Linked DNA regions of Sus scrofa: all the other regions are linked to region 3. A link is a contact called in public HiChIP or PLAC-seq data. All regions are on one chromosome and are shown on one strand. Each heading gives the region's core, a stretch centred on a gene start, on an enhancer-like site or on the middle of the called end of the contact. The rest is flanking DNA. Distances are from core to core; before and after follow the strand shown.

Evidence for each region. HiChIP or PLAC-seq counts read pairs in DNA pulled down with a chosen protein or histone mark.
Region 1: a contact with region 3 is called in an H3K27ac HiChIP or PLAC-seq map of alveolar macrophages. The contact joins the promoter of LOC100511639 here to the promoter of LOC100517285 in region 3. A contact is called at or near these places in 1 of 47 Hi-C or Micro-C datasets (liver) and 1 of 2 datasets of contacts at active chromatin or transcription factors (alveolar macrophages).
Region 2: an H3K27ac HiChIP or PLAC-seq map of alveolar macrophages shows a contact between it and region 3. The contact joins the promoter of NLRP7 here to the promoter of LOC100517285 in region 3.

What each region holds. Positions count from the first base shown.
Region 1 is chr6:59,166,565-59,169,264 of Sscrofa11.1, reverse strand. LOC100511639 (leukocyte immunoglobulin-like receptor subfamily B member 3-like) reads right to left here and starts at 1,384. Exons shown (of 8, transcript NM_001243872.1): 1 at 1,290-1,384; 2 at 1,155-1,190; 3 at 710-973; 4 at 162-461. The coding sequence starts at 1,323.
Region 2 is chr6:59,149,648-59,152,347 of Sscrofa11.1, reverse strand. It overlaps NLRP7 (NACHT, LRR and PYD domains-containing protein 7), which reads left to right and starts at 1,432. Exons shown (of 8, transcript XM_021094979.1): 1 at 1,432-1,554.
Region 3 is chr6:58,995,195-58,997,894 of Sscrofa11.1, reverse strand. LOC100517285 (leukocyte immunoglobulin-like receptor subfamily A member 5) reads right to left here and starts at 1,446. Exons shown (of 7, transcript XM_013988698.2): 1 at 1,193-1,446; 2 at 1,009-1,096; 3 at 439-815; 4 at 236-271. The coding sequence starts at 580.

The DNA of each region.
Region 1 (2,700 bases), core at 135-2,634, 170 kb before region 3:
TTTAGGACCCTTCCCTGATGGTGGGTGAGGGGGCGCAGGCCTCACCGCTTCGCGTCTGATACCACCTTCCCATCTGCTATCTTCCTTTCCCAAGTGCTGCTTAAACTGGATGGTGACAGCTTCCAGAAGGGGACATGGGATGAATGGGCTGGCGTCCTCACCTTTGACCTGAAGCTGCACTTGGTTGCTGGGCTGAGACCACAGGAAGGGGCCTTGGTTGAAGACACCACAGCATCTGTAGGTCCCTGCCTGTGCAGAGGAGACTTGACTCAAGAGGAAGATGGCCTGGGCTCCTCTGCCCTGGGGGGTGGAGCTTTGTTCCTGGAAGGTGTGACTTCCATTGTTTTTGATGAGAATAAATGCTTCAAAGTTTACTTTGGAGAAACACTGCAATTTCACATTCTCCCCCGAAGCCACCACAGTGCCAGTCATGCTCGAGAGAGAGGGTTTCTCATAAGCTTCTGAGAAAAAAGGAAGTTTGGTGATTTGGGGGGGGGGGCACGTAGGCACTGTCCCTTTCCCCCCCTGAGAACAGACAGGCTCTGGTTTCCCTCCCCTCCTCGTGCTGCCCCAAGGAGACCTAGCTCAGCGTCATCCCCGAATCCTCGCTGAGGACACAGGTTTGGTCCTCTGTGCTTCGCTTCTCCAAAGCCTGGTTCTTCCCTCTGCAGGGGAGTCGGTCCTGGCTCAGCCTCTGTGTCTCACTCACCTGTCATCACCAGATACAGGAGGTTGCTGAGCGGGGACCAGTCCTCTCCAATCTTGTAGGAGCAGTGGTACGGGCCCACAAGGTCTGGGCTTAGCTCTGGGAAAGCCACCGTGTTGGCCTCTCTTTCCTGGGGCTCAGGACTTCCCACTCTGGTTATCCTGTACGCTTCAGCTTGTTTGGGCCCTCGGCACAGGATGGTCACAGGCTGTTTTGGTGGAACCAAGGATCCAGGCAGAGCTGTGATAAGCGGTGGAGAGAGATTTCCTAGAAGCAAGGGGACAGGTAAGGGAGTCACAGGTGTGTCTGTTTCTCACACCAGCCTCCACTTCGGCCCCCTGTGCAGCCCCCAGAGTGAATGCCCAGTCCCCGCTTCCCAGCCTCCCTGGGAGCTGCTGTCTGAGCTGAACGTGCCTGGTTCCTTGGGCGTATGACAAGGACGACTCACCGTTCTGTTCCTGCGTGTTCTGGCCTGGATAAAACCCTGGAAGGAAACCCAGGTGAGAATAGCCCCTCTTAAGGCACCGCCAGACCTGCCCCCCATAGCCGTCTGCTTGTGCCCCAGCCTCTCTCCTGGACTCACCGAGGAAGAGCAGCATGGGCAGAAGCAGGGACATGATCCTGGGTCCAGGCCGTCCTGCTGGGCTCCGTGATGCTGAGCAGGCTTCTCCGGAAGTGACCTGGCCCTCCAGGAAGTGTGGGAATGAAACCCTGCTCTCCCCACCGGAGCAAGGCCAGCCTACATCCTCTTCCTCCACTTCCCCTGGGTGGGGCTTCCTCATGAAGATGCGAAACCTGTGAACTTAAACTACAAGCGGTCTAGCCTGATTCCTATTTTCCTTTTTATTTATTTATTTTTTTGTCATTTTAGGGCTGCACCCACGTCATATGGAGGTTCCCAGGCTAGGGGTCCAGTCGGAGCTGTAGCTGCCGGCCTAGGCCAGAGCCACAGCAACACAGGATCTGAGCTGCGTCTGTGACCAAAACCACAGCTCACAGAAATGCCGGATCCTTAACCCACTGAGCGAGGCCAGGGATGGAACCCGCCACCTCCTGGTTCTTAGTCGGATTCGTTAACCACTGAGCCACAACGGGAAGTCCCTGATGCCTATTTCTCGTCTGCACTCCCACATCAACATTTAAATCTTTCTGCAAAAAACAAGGGGTACAAGAGCCTCAGGAGCAAAACAGGCTGTCATTTCCACTTGGAGTTCGGCTCTGAACCCTCGAGTGAATTCACGCCTGTCCCTTTCTTTTTTTCTTTCCGTTTTTGGCGGCCCCACGGCACATGGAGTTCTGGGGCTGGCCTGCGGTTTCGACCTATGCCGCCCTGGTGGCAACGTAGGGATCTCTAAGCCACTCTGCCCAGCCCGGGATCGAACTTGCATCCTGGCACTGCAGAGACACCGCAGACCTCCTCATGCTGTAGCGGAAACCCTGGCCCTGGCTACGTAATGCTGCATTCCATTTTTTTTTTTTTTTGGCTGTGTCTGAGCCAGGGGTGGAACCTGTGTCACAGCAGTGACAAGGCCAGATCCTTAACCACTAGGCTACCAGGGAACTCCTGGCTTTCCAGGCATAATCCTAAGCATTTCCTTATTCTCAAGCTGTTTTGGTTTCAGTTTTTTGGAGCACAGCCTGCAAGACTGGGTTATGAGTTCTTAAATCCACTGTCTGTTTTTGTATGCCCAAAGACTAGAATGATTTATACATTTTATTTATTTATTTACTTATTTATTGGTCTTTTTAGGGTCACATTCCACAGCATATGGAGGTACCTAGGGTTTGAATTGGAGCTATAGCCGCCGGCCAGTACCACAGCCACAGCAATATCTGAGCTGTGTCAGCTCATGGCAATGCCAGATCCTTAACCCACTGAGCGTGGCCAGGGATCGAACCTGCATCCTCATGGATACACGTCAGGTTTATTACTGCTGAGCCACAATGGAAACTCCTATTTAATTAAATTAATTTATTTATTTATGAGTCAGCAC
Region 2 (2,700 bases), core at 183-2,682, 150 kb before region 3:
AGCCTGAGGGGCTGGCTAAGTACTCTGACTGTGGTGTCATCCAGTTTGGACTCTCTTCTTAAGACTCGCGAAGCATCCACTTCCAGGATCCTCTAGGTTGTTTGCAGAATTCTCTTCCTTCTTAGAATTGGCATGTGTGCCCACCTACTCTCTACCCTCATCACCAGGGGCGATGCATTAAATCCCTCTGAGGGTTCATATCCCTCATTTCCTCTGCTAACCCATCCCTCTGGCTTCTTTCTCTTTGAAGCAGTCATATAATTATGCTGGACCCTCCAGATAAGCCAGGACACTCTCCCTATCTTGACATCAACTCATCAGTAAACTTAATTACTTCTGCAAAATCCCTCTTGCCCTGTAAGATAACATAACCACCCAGAGAAACCACAAACAATTTGCTGAATTCTTTCATCCCTCTTATCTAACCATAGGCTATTTCCTAGTCCAGAGTGTCTTCAAGTTTTCAATTATTTTACCTCAAAAAACATTGGCTCTCCAATAGGCAAAAATGTGTTAAAATGAATATATGTGCAAATTAACAACAACAAAAAAAAATCAGGAGTTCCCGTCGTGGCACAGTGGTTAACGGATCCGACTAGGAACCATGAGGTTGCAGGTTCGATCCCTGCCCTTGCTCAGTGGGTTAGCGATCCGGCGTTGCCGTGAGCTGTGGTGTAGGTTGCAGACGCGGCTCGGATCCCGCGTTGCTGTGGCTCTGGCGTAGGCCGATGGCTACAGCTCCGATTCAACCCCTAGCCTGGGAACCTCCATATGCCGCGGGAGCGGCCCAAGAAATAGCAACAATAACAACAACAACAACAACAACAAAGACAAAAAGACAAAAAAAAAAAAATCAGTGAAAAAATACACATTTAAATGTCGCTGTAAATGAATACCATCACCTCTGGAACAAATGAGCTTAACTGTTGTGATATACACGTTTCATTTAAGATAGCCTATGGATGCTGAATATAACTGGGATGATTAGGGAGGCAGCTAATTGCAACTATGTCGGTGGTTCTCAAGGTCGGATGGTTTTTTGTCCCCTGGGGGACCTTTGACGACGTTTGGAGACGTGTTTGGTGGTCAGAACAGGATGGTACAACTGGCCTCTAGTGGATAGAGACCAGGCGTGTTGCTGAACAACCTAGGAGGCACAGGAAAGCCCCACCCCTAGCCCCACCCTCCCAACAAAGCACCGTCCATCTCAACATGCTGGTGGTTCCTAGGCTGAAGAACCTGACCTGGCCGGTGTGGCTGCGAGGCTGCATATCTGAATCACCTGGGGAGCGCTGGCAGGTTCCTGGCTCCCTCCAGCACTCCCCAGACCAGTTCAATTGGGATCCTCAGGGATGGGGCCCGGGCCGGTTCCATGTGAGCCTCGTTTTGAAGATTGAGGCCCGCCCATTTCCTCCTGGGCCGGAAGTCCTGCCCCCACCAAGGTCCACGCCAAAGACCAATCACAGAGCCCGGGCTGGCAGAAGACGTCGTCTTATTGGAGGGTTCGTGCGCACGCGGGCCTCACAAGCGCACGCCATCCCAGTCTCCGGGGGGGTGAGTACAGCTCTCCTGTCTGCTTCTCTGTCCCGCCTCTGGCGTCCGTCGCAATTACTGGTTGAGTTTCTACCACGGAACGTTGCTCATTTTAGTGGCTGGCGGGAGACTTCTGGAAGGTGTTTTGAGGTCCTAACGCTGAGCCCCCCCCCTCTTTATAAGGACGAGAAAAAGCGATTTGGAGGGGGCAGCTGCCAGTGGTTTTTGTCTGTAATTTTTTCCTGGTGTTATTTTTAAGTGTTGCATGCGGGTTGGCTTTCTCTCTTGCAAAATCCCCCCGTTGTAAGTGTACAGTGAGCCCTAGCTGACTCAAGGTTGTGCAACTGTCATAATAACCCAATTTCAGAACGTTTGCATGCCCCCAAAGAGACCCCTCAGGCCCCCCTGCCCTGTGTTTGCCCTCTGCTGTGGTTCTGAGCAGGGCTTACTCAGTCTTTCATCTATAATTTGGGATGGCATCCGCCCCTGAGCTCAAAGGTGGATGCACGTGTCACCGTCATGAAGGGGGAGCGACAGTGACGTGGTCGTGGCTTTACCTATTGGTATTTCCCCCAGGATGCCTGTGGTGACGGAGCACTGGAGGACACTACTGCTGCTAGTGAGGAAGGGAGACTTGAGCGATGCTATAGTTCGAGGCTGCCTCCTATGGCTTCTTCTTAGCCGGTGCCTTCACTTTTCTTTTGCTTTTCGCAGCAGAGCCTCCCAGGCTTGTGTCGGCTCAGCTTTTAAGTTTACTAGCCTAGGTCTTCAACCTCACATGACCCACACCTGTGTGAAATAGAGAATTGCTCTCTTTTCAGGGAAAATCCTTTCACCTAGAGTTCCTTTGGGTGGGCTACATCATCAACATTTTTTTTTTTTCAGTCTTTCTAGGGCCGCATCCATAGCATACAGAGGTTCCCAGCCTAGGGGTCTAACCAGAGCTGTTGCCCCCGGCCTACACCACAGCCACAGCAATGTGGGATCTGAGCCTTGTCTGCAACCTACACCACAGCTCACGGGAACGCTGGATCTTTAACCCACTGAGCAAGGCCAGGGATGTACCCCGCAACTTCATGGTTCCTCGTCAGATTCGTTTCCAATGCACCACGATGGGAACTCCTCATTTTATTAACTCATCTAACAAGGCTACCTCTCTAGTCTCTC
Region 3 (2,700 bases), core at 197-2,696:
AGGTGACCAGAGGGCCTGGCTCAGCCCAGAGGGTGGGTTTGGGGAGGGTCCCTGGAAGGACACGAGAGACCCGGTCACAAGACCTCCCCACCCCCAGGCCCCCAGCTCTCAGCCCAACCCTGCCTGGCTGCCCGCCCTCCAGCCCCTCCCTGCCATCTCCATGCCCAGTGCCTGGGGGTGGCCCCTTGTCCCCTCGGAGGAGAGGAGGCGCTGGGACCCCTGGGCAGTGACTCACCTGCCTGCACCTGGGTCCCCAGGCCCACACTCAGCCCTGGAAGAGAGTACCCGTGAGGACTCGCCCTGGACTCTGAGCAGAACCTCTCGTGCCCGGGCGCCCCCTGGGTGCTGGGTGTCCCGAGAGCACAGGCTGGTGTGGGGAGGGGGCGGGTCCCTCCGGGTCCCTCCCGGAGCAGGGCTTCCCCTCGCCCTGCATCTCACCGAGGCAGAGCAGGGCTGGGAGTGTGGGGGTCATGGCGTCTCCTCCCCGTGGTCCAGGCTGTGCAGCTGGAGGAGAGCCCGGCGCCCTCAGGACACACAGACTGCAGGGTGTGGCCCCTTGGAGGCTGGTCCTCCTTGTCATGGGGCTGTCACGTCCGAAGCCCCACAGGAAGGGGAACTGCCTCTTCCTGAGAGCCTGGCACTTGTGTCCATGACAAACCTGGTGCCCCTTCCAGGTACAGGTGACCAGGGTGTGTCCTTCCTCTCAGAGCCTCCCCTTGTGTCTCCTTCCTCCTCTGCCCATCCATCAGCACATCCCTGTGGCTCCTCCGTGTGGACAGGGGTCACCAGTCCTGGAGATGCTTCAGATAAATGCCCTGCAGAATTCAGGTCATTAGAGACACACATCTAGCATCTAAGTGCAGGTCAACATGGCCATGAGAGCAGAGGAGAAATACAAGACACAAAGGAAGGAAACAGGAGTCCTCCCCCAGCCCATAGTGTGGGGTTTCTCTCCGTTACAGCCCCTCCCACGACTTCTCTTTTTTCTTGCAACAGCCTCCACCACACCTTCCTGGGAACAAGCCCCCAATTCTTCCTTCCTCCTTGGTCTCCTCGATCACTTGAGCAGAGTCTCCTCCTCCGGCTCTGGTTCTGTCTTCAGAATTGTGGGACAGAGAGTGGGTTAGTGCTCTGACTCGAGGGACAGAGCTGGTATTATTTAAATATTCCTGGTCATGCTCTGCCCGTGCACCTTGAGCAGTGACGTCCCGTCTCTCAGCCTCTGTTTGCTCGTCTGCACCTTGTGGTCTGAACCCCACTCCTCAGAGACGTTGTGAGCTCAGTGGTGCCAGGACATGAAGGGACCCAGTGTTGGCGAATTTGCAGACCTGGTGAAGAGGCCTGGGCAGGGGAGGAGATGACAGGATCCAGGTGTCAGACCTCAGAGTCCCCGCGGATGATTGACGTGCTCTCATCTGCTCCTCACACCAAGCAGTGCTGCTTATGTTTTCTAAGAAACACATAGGCACAGTCTACTGTAGGAAGGGAGAAATGAAACCTCCCAAAACAGAGAGGGAACCACAGCCAAAAAAGAAGAGGAAGAAGCTGCCAAGTCTTAGCGACCCCCAGAGCCTGAATATAACAAGGGGGTTATTTAAGCGGCAGTTTCCAGCTCCCCGTGGACAGGACAGGGACCCCAGGTCCTCACAGGCAGGGAGGGGTGAGGGCGCCAGGTCCAAGCGGGAAGTGGTGTTGCCCCTTTCCCATAACTGTGAACGGGCACTGGGGTATCTCTGCTCACTGACCCAGCCCCAAGGTCAGCCCTCAGCCACATCCCCTGTGTGTTTTGGAAAAGATTTAATGTATGACAGTCTTACGCAGGTGTCTGTCTTACGTGTGAGTGTGAGACTCACCTGGGGGCCATGCCTGCTGGGCACATTCCTAGTTGGATGCTGAGGTGGGGAAAGTGGATGCCAGGAGGCAGGGCAGCTGTAAGAATCTACCCATCTCGGCTCTGAATGTCAGGACAGACCTGGGAGAAACTATGGAAAGTCAGGTATCTGGGAGCTGAGCATGCAATAGAAATGAACACCGGAGAGAAATCCTAATGATAAGCTGTGAGGAGTCACTACGGAGTTAGTAGTTCGTCTTCTCACATCCGGAGAAAAAGGATACTAGGAATATATGGAACATTTTAATTGAGGTGTGTTTATACATCTGAAAAATTAAAGAAGGAACATAAATTCTTGTAACAGCAAAAGGGATCATATTCTAGAGGTATACAGAATTTTAGCAATGAACTAGGGAAATAACTTCCAGGGGCAAAAGAATAATACTTTCATCAATACACTCAAAATATCCTTTTCATCAAGAAGTTATAGCCAAAGAGCCAATTATGAACTTGGAACACAATGTTGAGGGAATTCTGTAGGACACAGTACAGAGAGACCGGAATTAGAAAATCTGGGTACGTGGGGAGGAGAAGGAGGAAGTACTGTGGATGCTGTGACTTTCTGAAGGAAGTCAGGGAGGACAATGTCTGCAGCAGTGTGAGAGGCAAATTCTTGGGTCTTTTACAGAGACGTAGACGGAACATACAAATGCGAGGATGTGTGACTATGTATGTGAAATGTGTGTCTTGATGTTTCACCACAAAGTAAAGGAAATTGAAGAAAGAAAATGCCAAGAGATAAGGGGACAGTACAAAGCGCCATCAAGGAATTAAGGGTAAGTGAGGAATTCTCTACTCCCCCAAATTAT